2 separate regions of the Macaca mulatta genome follow, and region 1 is linked to region 2. A link is a contact called in public Hi-C data. All regions are on one chromosome and are shown on one strand. The core of a region is the stretch at or near the end of the contact, and the rest is flanking DNA. Distances in the headings are between cores, read along the strand shown.

What was found. A called contact is a pair of places that touch in the nucleus more often than the background predicts.
Region 1: a contact with region 2 is called in a Hi-C map of fetal cortical plate, with 5 times the contacts expected there. The contact joins two enhancer-like sites. A contact is called at or near these places in 7 of 14 Hi-C or Micro-C datasets (CD4 T cells, blood, fetal cortex germinal zone and 4 more).

What each region holds. Positions count from the first base shown.
Region 1 is chr11:132,218,863-132,222,976 of T2T-MMU8v2.0, reverse strand. SCARB1 (scavenger receptor class B member 1) reads left to right here. Exons shown (of 15, transcript XM_077955825.1): 15 at 1-120. Among named protein-coding and RNA genes, the nearest start is that of SCARB1, 94 kb to the left of the region's middle. Within about 2 kb of position 2,401, at least 15 of the 40 cell types and tissues checked have an H3K27ac peak or open chromatin away from gene starts, as enhancers often do.
Region 2 is chr11:131,479,173-131,483,317 of T2T-MMU8v2.0, reverse strand. No RefSeq gene overlaps it. Among named protein-coding and RNA genes, the nearest start is that of ZNF664, 70 kb to the right of the region's middle. Within about 2 kb of position 2,092, at least 3 of the 40 cell types and tissues checked have an H3K27ac peak or open chromatin away from gene starts, as enhancers often do.

The DNA.
Region 1 (4,114 bases), core at 1,152-3,651, 740 kb before region 2:
ACTGCCAAACATTTCAAGGAATACACGAACAAGCTCTTTTATGATCAGAAATGTTATGCCCCTTTTCCCCTTAAACTTGTATTTCCTTTCTTCTTCCCTCCTAAAGTGTTATCTAAATGATATGTATATTTGATGCTTTTTTTTTTTTTCTTGTGACCATCAAGAGTAAATTCTTTTAGGTCTGGGACTGCCATAACAAAATACCGTCAAGGCCGGGAATGGTGGCACACACCTGTAATCCCAGCCCTGTGGGAGGCCAAGACTGGAGGATTGCTTGAGGCCAGGAGTTCAAGACTAGTCTGGGTGAAATGGTGAGACCTTCATCTCTACAAAAACATACAAAAATTAGCCAGGCATGGTGGTGGGCGCCTGTGGTCCCAACTACTCAGGAGGCTGAGGTAGGAGGATTGCTAGAAGCCAAGAGGTTGAGGCTGCAGTGAGCTGTGATTATGCCAGTGCACTCCAGCCTGCGAGACAGAGCAAGACACTGTCTCCAAAAGAAAAAGTACCATCAGTAGGTTGCTTAAACCATTTATATTTCTCACAGCTCTGGAGGCTGGAAGGCTGAGACCAGGGTACCAGCAGGGTTGGGTTCTGGTGAGGCGTCTCTTCCTGGCTTGCAGACGGCCGCCTTCTGTGTCCTCACACGGCCTTTCCTCGGTGTGGAGCGGGGAAGAGAGAGGGACAGCAAGAGCTCTGTGGTGTCTTTTATAAGGACACTGATGCTATCGGATCAGGGCCTCATTTAATTATTTTCTTAGAGGCCCCATCTCCAGACACAGCCACACTGGGGGTCAGGGCTTCAACATAGGAATTCTGGGTCAACACAACATTTAGCCTATACCATCTGGATTGCCTTTCAACTCTCAGGACACGATTGGTCAAAACTATATCACTATGTTTTATGTTACATATCAACGAAGCAAAATTTTATAGGAATGCATGTCCTTTTGGTATGCATTTTATATATATTTTTCATTTACAGATTAGAGTTGTGTGTGTGTACAATTCCATGAATTTTGACACGTGGATAGAATTGAGTCATTACCCCTACAATCAAGACACAGAACAATTTCATTATTCCCCAAGATTTCCTCGTGCCTTCTCTTTTTTGTTTGTTTATTTGTTTTACAGTGGGCTCCCATAATTTTTTTTTTTTTTTGAAACAGGGTTTCGCTCTCTTGCCCAGGCTGGAGTGCAGTGGTTCAATCTTGACTCACTGCAGCCTACTCATTGCACCTCCCAGGCTCAAGAGAGCCTCCTGACTTAGCCTTCCAAGTAGCTGGGACCACAGATGTGTGCCACCACACCTGGCTAATTTTTTTTTGTAGAGATGGGGGTCTGGCTGTGTCGCCCAGGCTGGTCTTGAACTTTTGGCTTCAAGCATTACTCCCACCTCAACCTACCAAAGTGCTGGGATTACAGGCGTGAGCCACTGCACCCAGCCTGTGTCCTGTGCTGCCTTCCTCCCACTTTGTAGGGAAGTCCCTTGCCCCCATGTTTAGCCCTTGGCCACTAGCTATTTTTACCTTTCCAGAATGTTCTAAATGGCATCTACAACCTGTAACCCTCTGAGCCTGGCTTCTTTCACTCAGCACTGTCTCTAGATGCATGCGTGTTGTCGTGTGTAGCAATAGTTCATTTCCTTTCGCTGCTGAGCAGAACTGCATGGGGTGCACACACCAATGATTTTCAGCCGTTCACTTATTGAGGGACATGTAGAGTGGTTCCAGCCTTCGGCAATTGTAGTAGTCGGTTTTCACGCCGCTGATAAAGTCATACCCAAGACTGGGTAACTTTTATTTTTTATTTTTATTTATTTATTTTTTTTTTTTTGAGACGAAGTCTCACGCTGTTGCCCAGGCTGGAGTGCAGTGGCGCGATCTCGGCTCACTGCAAGCTCCGCCTCCCGGGTTCCCGCCATTCTCCTGCCTCAGCCTCCTGAGTAGCTGGGACTACAGGCGCCCGCCACCGCGCCCGGCTTATTTTTTTTGTATTTTTAGTAGAGACGGGGTTTCACTGTGGTCTCGATCTCCTGACCTTGTGATCCGCCCGCCTCGGCCTCCCAAAGTGCTGGGATTACAGGCTTGAGCCACCGCGCCTGGCCGACTGGGTAACTTTTAAAGAAAAAAGGTTTAATGAACTCACAGTTCACATGGCTGGGGAGGCCTCACAATCATGGTGGAAGGCAAAGGAGAAGCAAAGTCATGTCTTACATGGGACCAGACAAGAGGGAGTGACAGCCAAGTGAAAGGGGAAACCCCCGATCAGACCATTAGATCTTGTGAGACTTACTCACTACCAGGAGAACAGTATGGGGGAAACGGCCCCTACGATTCAATTATCTCCCACTGGATCCCTCCCACAACATGGGAATTATGGGAACTACAATTCGAGATGAGATTTGGGCGGGGACACAGCCAGACCATATCAGCCACTATGAACAAAGCTGCTGTGAACGTTCATGTACAGATCTGTGTGTGAAGGCATACGTTCATGTCCCTCGGGTGTACACCTTGGAGTGGGGCTGCTGAGTCAAACCGGAGCTCTGCATTTCACTTTTGGGGGACTGCCAGTTTCACAGTCGCTGTACCAGCCTGCTTTCCCAGCAGCTCTGCATCCTCACCAGCATCTTGGTATTTTCAATTTTAAAAACCTTCAGCCCTTCATAGTGGTTTCTCACTGTGGCTTTTATTTGCTTAGAAATACTTCTTGTCCTGAGATGAGTGGGACTTCCTCTCCACCCCCGATTAATTCATGTATCTGTGAATGACTGTCACGTATTGCTAGAATGAAACCAATTTTTACCATCAATTCTTCGTCGCTGCAAGTGCAGAGAAGCCTTGTTTTCATAAGGAAGTCGCCGGGAGTGGAATTCTTATACTCCTGGTTAGTATGCGAATGTCACGCAGCCATCTGTCATTGGAAGCGATTTTCGCTGATCTCCCAGCTGACAGGTCCATTTGACCTTTCTTCAGATTTGTAGAAAGCAGCAAAGTGGAAACCACCGGCTTGCAAAAGCGTTTCTTACCCAATCTTTAGACGGGTTCTCGAAACCCGTGTCCGGGAAGTTCCCTCTGACTGGGGCTGGGGGGTCAGGCAGGCTTTGCCTGTTGGCTGTAGAGTGGAGGGGTTGGGGGTCTTGTGAGCTGCCTGGGGGACTGGCAAGCAAGTGACAAGATCAGGAGAGAGTCCAGGCCCCGAGGACGGTCCCTTCAAACTCCCTGCGTCTGATCCTCTGGGAAGCTGAGACCAGCTTTGGTTATTTGATAACCACGATGAGGATTTTGACTTAACCTGCACATGCGACACATCACAGACACTTTTAACCCTTGCATTCAGGTCTACCTGCTCATAAGCTCATAAAACAGAAAAAAAGACAGTCCCCAGAAGGCATTCTGTTTTTTTTTTTTTTTTTTTTTGAGACAGGGTCTCACTTTGTCACCTAGGCTGGTGCAATCACTGCTCACTGCAGCCTCGACCTCCCAGGCTCAGGCGATCCTCTCACCTCAGCCTCCCAAGTAACTGGGATTATAGGCCTGTGCCACTACACCCGGCTAATGTTTTGTATTTTTTTTTGTAGAGATAGGGTTTTGCCATGTTGCCCAGGCTGATCTCCAACTCCCAGGCTCAAGCGATCCATCCACCTCGGCCTCCCAAAGTGCTGGGATAACAGGCATGAGCCACTGCCCTGGCCCTTAAGTCATTCTTGTGTGTGTGTGTTCCTGAGGGACTTAGCCTCCTGTGTGTCTCACTGGGCGAACACCTTGCTTCTGAGTGAGGTTTGATTTTTTTTGTAGGGTGTATGTTTGGACACATCCTTGGTCTTAAGCCCAGCCAACGACCTTAGCCAGGGCTCAGGGAAGGGAAGCACCGCCTGCCCCACAGCTGGAGGGCTGTGCTTCGGGACACCCGGTCCAGCTTCAGTGTCTCTGACTCTGAGCATCTTTGACTCTTCGAGACTTTCTTTTCATGCTCTCACTGTAGGCCCCAGCCCCCGCCAGTGACGGGACTCTACTACTTACTATGTTGCTTGAATTTGGCTTACTTTTTTTCTTAAAGAATTTTATTTTAAAAGGAAGGCAGTTGTATCTGTGAAATTATGGGTTCTTTG
Region 2 (4,145 bases), core at 843-3,342:
ACCTCCTGCTGTGCAGCTTGGTTCCTAACAGGCCAAAGACAGGTACCGGTCCATGGCCCAGGGGTTGGGGACCCCTGACTTAAGTTGCATCATGATGCTTACATGACAACTTAGCTGGGTATAAAAGCCTTGGTTGCACATTGTTTTCCTCAGAATTTTATAGATGTGGCCCCACTATTTTCTTGCTCTTAATATTGATGTGGAATGTCTAAAGTCTTATTTATCCTTCCTAAATATTACTTACTTGTTTTGCTCAAATACTTGAAAAATTCTTTCTTTAACATAAAGCTTATTAACTGACCTAAAGCTCATTGACTGAACCCAGGTAGTTTTAGTGTCCATCAAATTTTCTAAATACTTCCAGCAACATAGTATGCTCTCTTAAGCTGAAACACAGTACTTCCTTCATTTCCAGGAAAATTTCTTCCAACTCTGAATACCTTTTTGGTTCCATTTGTTGATTTCTCTACTTCTAGGTCACTACTTGTCCTTACATTTGACCCTCCACTGTTCTTACATTGTCTTTAATTGCTTTTCTCTCTTTATTCTATTTCCCCTGGGAAAGACATGTAGTAGGGTGGACTATATGAAATTGTCATATTTTTGTAGGTCAAAAACAGTCAAATATTAGCAATTTCATATGGCTTGACCTAGTTTGGGAATTCATTAGAACTTGAGCGGTAGCTGAATTCACAGAAATTGAGCTCTTCTCCCCTTCTGTCCTGAAGGAAAATCTTTCCCAGAAGCTCTCATGAGACTTGTCCTCATGTCTCATAGGTGAAACCTGAATCACAGGCCCATCCCAAAGACCAGTCACTATCAAAGGGAACAGAATGGCTTTGCTGATTTAAACATGATTCATCCTAGGGCTGGACATGCAGACACCCAAACAAAATCTGGCTTCTGTATCATCAAGGAAGACAGGAGGATGGTTGCTGGGAAGGTAACTTGGACGGGGGAGTGTGTTTGGGCCTCAGACTGATATCAGGGATTAGTGCTCACATGGTTTTCTGGGAAGACCCACACAGAGCAGAGTCCTGGGGTCATGGAGTGGTGCTCCACTGACATCTGGTTCTTCAGAGAAGGAGGTTTGTCACTGTCAGAGATGAGACAGATGAGGTCAAGGGCTCTGAAAGCACAGAAGGTTTTGAAATCACATAAAGGGTCTGTATTGCCAGGCCTGGGGAAGTGCTAGAGAGAAGAGAAGCCTGGCCCTATTGACACTTTAACTGGCCTCATATGAACTTCTTTAAAGGAGACTGAAGAGCAGAGATTTTATGTAAAGGAAAAGAAATTCAGGGGCTGAGCTGGGGAGGACACTTATTTCAAAGAGCTTCTCTCCAGGCAGCTTTTCTCTCTGCCCCACAGGAAAGCTTTGTGAAATAGTGTCCTTCTCTGCTCAGCCCCTGACACGTTTGCAAACAGAACAGACTGGGTTTGTGCAGTGGCACTGCCGCCCCCAACCCCAGCCCAGCCACTCATGCAAAGAGCTATTGCCAGTAGGAAATGAAAAAACAAAGAGAGGCCTTTTCCTCTGCCTGCTGACCTCCTTTTAGGACCCTGGTCTACAAAATATCATCATCATCATTTCCATTTTGGAAACAGATTAGCCTAGTCTTATGTTCACTAAACTCTTCAAGCCTGAATCCCAAGGCACACTCACTGCCTCCCAGCCTATAACATGCCAAGTTAGCAGAATCTGTGGGCTCCCAGTTTTTCCACCTAGAAAGCAGGAGTGAATGCGTCCCTCCCTCACTACATGGGTACATAATAGAAGATCAACGAGGCCGCAGGAGCCAGGAATTCTCCTCAGCAGTCTCCCTTCCCTCTCAAACCATCCCACGGTACCCTCTGCAACAGGATCTTCAAATATTTTTAATCGTGCATCCCTACCAGGAAAAAAAATGAGCACAGTGATAGTTGAGTCCTGCAGGAAGCAGACACTGAGATGCAGTTAGGAAGCTGAGGTTAATTGCAGGTGACTCCTATAAAAGATAGAAGAGAGAGGCACAGGAGTGGGCAGGGCGAGCCTCCATCGCCATGCAGATCTGACAGCCACTGCCAGCACCACCAGGCTCCAGAGCAAAGACGGCCCACTGGAGGAGTCCCCCACTGAGCAGAAATGGCCAGGCCCAAGGACACCTGCCGTGCTTCGTGTGGGCGGGGCTGCCTCTGCTCAGAAGCTGAGGGGGAACCTGAGGCACACTGAATGACCGGAGGCTGCCAGGTAACCTCACTCCCTGCCTAAGCAAGCTCCTTCTTTTTTTTTTTTTTTTTTTTTGAGACGGAGTCTCGCTCTGTCGCCCAGGCTGGAGCGTAGTGGCTGGATCTCAGCTCACTGCAAGCTCCGCCTCCTGGGTTTACACCATTCTCCTGCCTCAGCCTCCCGAGTAGCTGGGACTACAGGCGCCTGCCACCTCGCCCAGCTAGTTTTTTGTTTTTTTTTTTTTAGTAGAGATGGGGTTTCACCATGTTAGCCAGGATGGTCTCGATCTCCTGACCTCGTGATCCGCCCGTCTCGGCCTCCCAAAGTGCTGGGATTATAGGCTTGAGCCACCGCGCCCGGCCAGCAAGCTCCTTCTTAAAGGGAGATCCGAGCAGTGCACCTCTATAGTTGCTGCATGTGTGTGTGTGTGTGTGTCACATGGGCTGCTGTATTATATGTCACATGCCCTAAAAATAGATCCAAAAATTAAAATTTCACAATGATGTGACATGAAACACACAAATAGGCACTCTCATGTTCTCCCTCTGCTCGCCTCTCTGACTGCACTGCTGTCACCCGACTCTACAGACTCTGTTCTGAGAATGAACACTCCTGTGCATGCAGCTTCTTTTTTTTTTTTTTTTTTCTTTTTTTTTTTGAGACGGAGTCTCCCTCTGCCACCCAGGCTGGAGTACAGTGGCGCGATCTCAGTTCACTGCAACCTCCACTTCCCGGGTTCAAGTGATTTTCCTGCCTCAGCCTCTCGAGTAGCTGGGATTACAGGTGTGCGCCATCACGGCCGGCTAATTTTTGTAGTTTTAGTAAAGACGGGGTTTCACCCCATTGGCCAGGCTGGTCTAGAACTCCTGACCTCAAGTGATCTGCCCACCTCGGCCTCCCAAAGTGCTGAGATTACAGGAGTGAGCCACTGCGCCCGGCCACATGCAGCTTCTTCATGGACCACTCCCCGCTTGCCTGAAGAGGTGCTGGCTCCCCTTTGTCCAGCAGCAGCTGATTATTCCTTGGGCCTCATGGGCTGCAGGGTCAGAAAGCAATCCTGCAATTCAGGGCACTCCCCCGGCCTTTTCATCCCCTGGCTAAAGTCTTAGATCCAGCATTTAAACCACATAACTCCAGTTTTGACCACAGAAACTCCCAGACACATAGCAACTGTCACAGCACACAGCTCTTCTTGTCCTTCCCTCAACTCTACAGGAAAGCAGCCGCCAGGAGGCAAGACCTTTGGATGTTGAAAGGGGAGAAATGGATACTTTGCCACAGCATCTGCAATATTGATCTGCAATCGTTTCCTTTGTCTGCATGTTGAAAATCCCCAAAGCTCAACCCTCTTCAGGAGGACACATGAAGGGTTGCATAGGGTCTGGGCTTCAAGTTCAAGCCCAGACACAACCATTGAGTCCCAGGGATTATGAACAGAAGCACAGCACCTTGGACACCCCAATGTTACCCAAGTCTCTCTCTAACGGTGCTAACGCCATCATGACCCAGAGAGCACCCACGTGGCTTTCTGAGGTGCTGCGTCCCCTGCTCTGAGAATATAGGGTGTGAAGCTAAGGAGAGGAGACTGAAAGGAACTACAGAGATCTAAAGCTTGGGAGGAGAGTTGAATCATTTGACAGCAGCTTCCCCCAGAGCAGCGGTCATGATAATTTTATGATGTTACATCCAGTACCAAGCTCATCATTGCCAGAGGACAGACCCTGCGACAGCAGAGATTTTTGTCTCCAAAGAAAAGTTCATTTCTCTTCTCACAGCAGGGCCTGGCTTTAAATATTTGTTGAGTTAATTTTGCTCTTCTCCTAATATTTAAGTTTCATTAAGGAGCTGAGGTACCTACAACACAAATATGAAGGAACACAGAAAAGCTGTTCCTTTGTCTTCCCTTTGGGAAGTCGGGGGCCTCTGCTTCTGGTGCAGT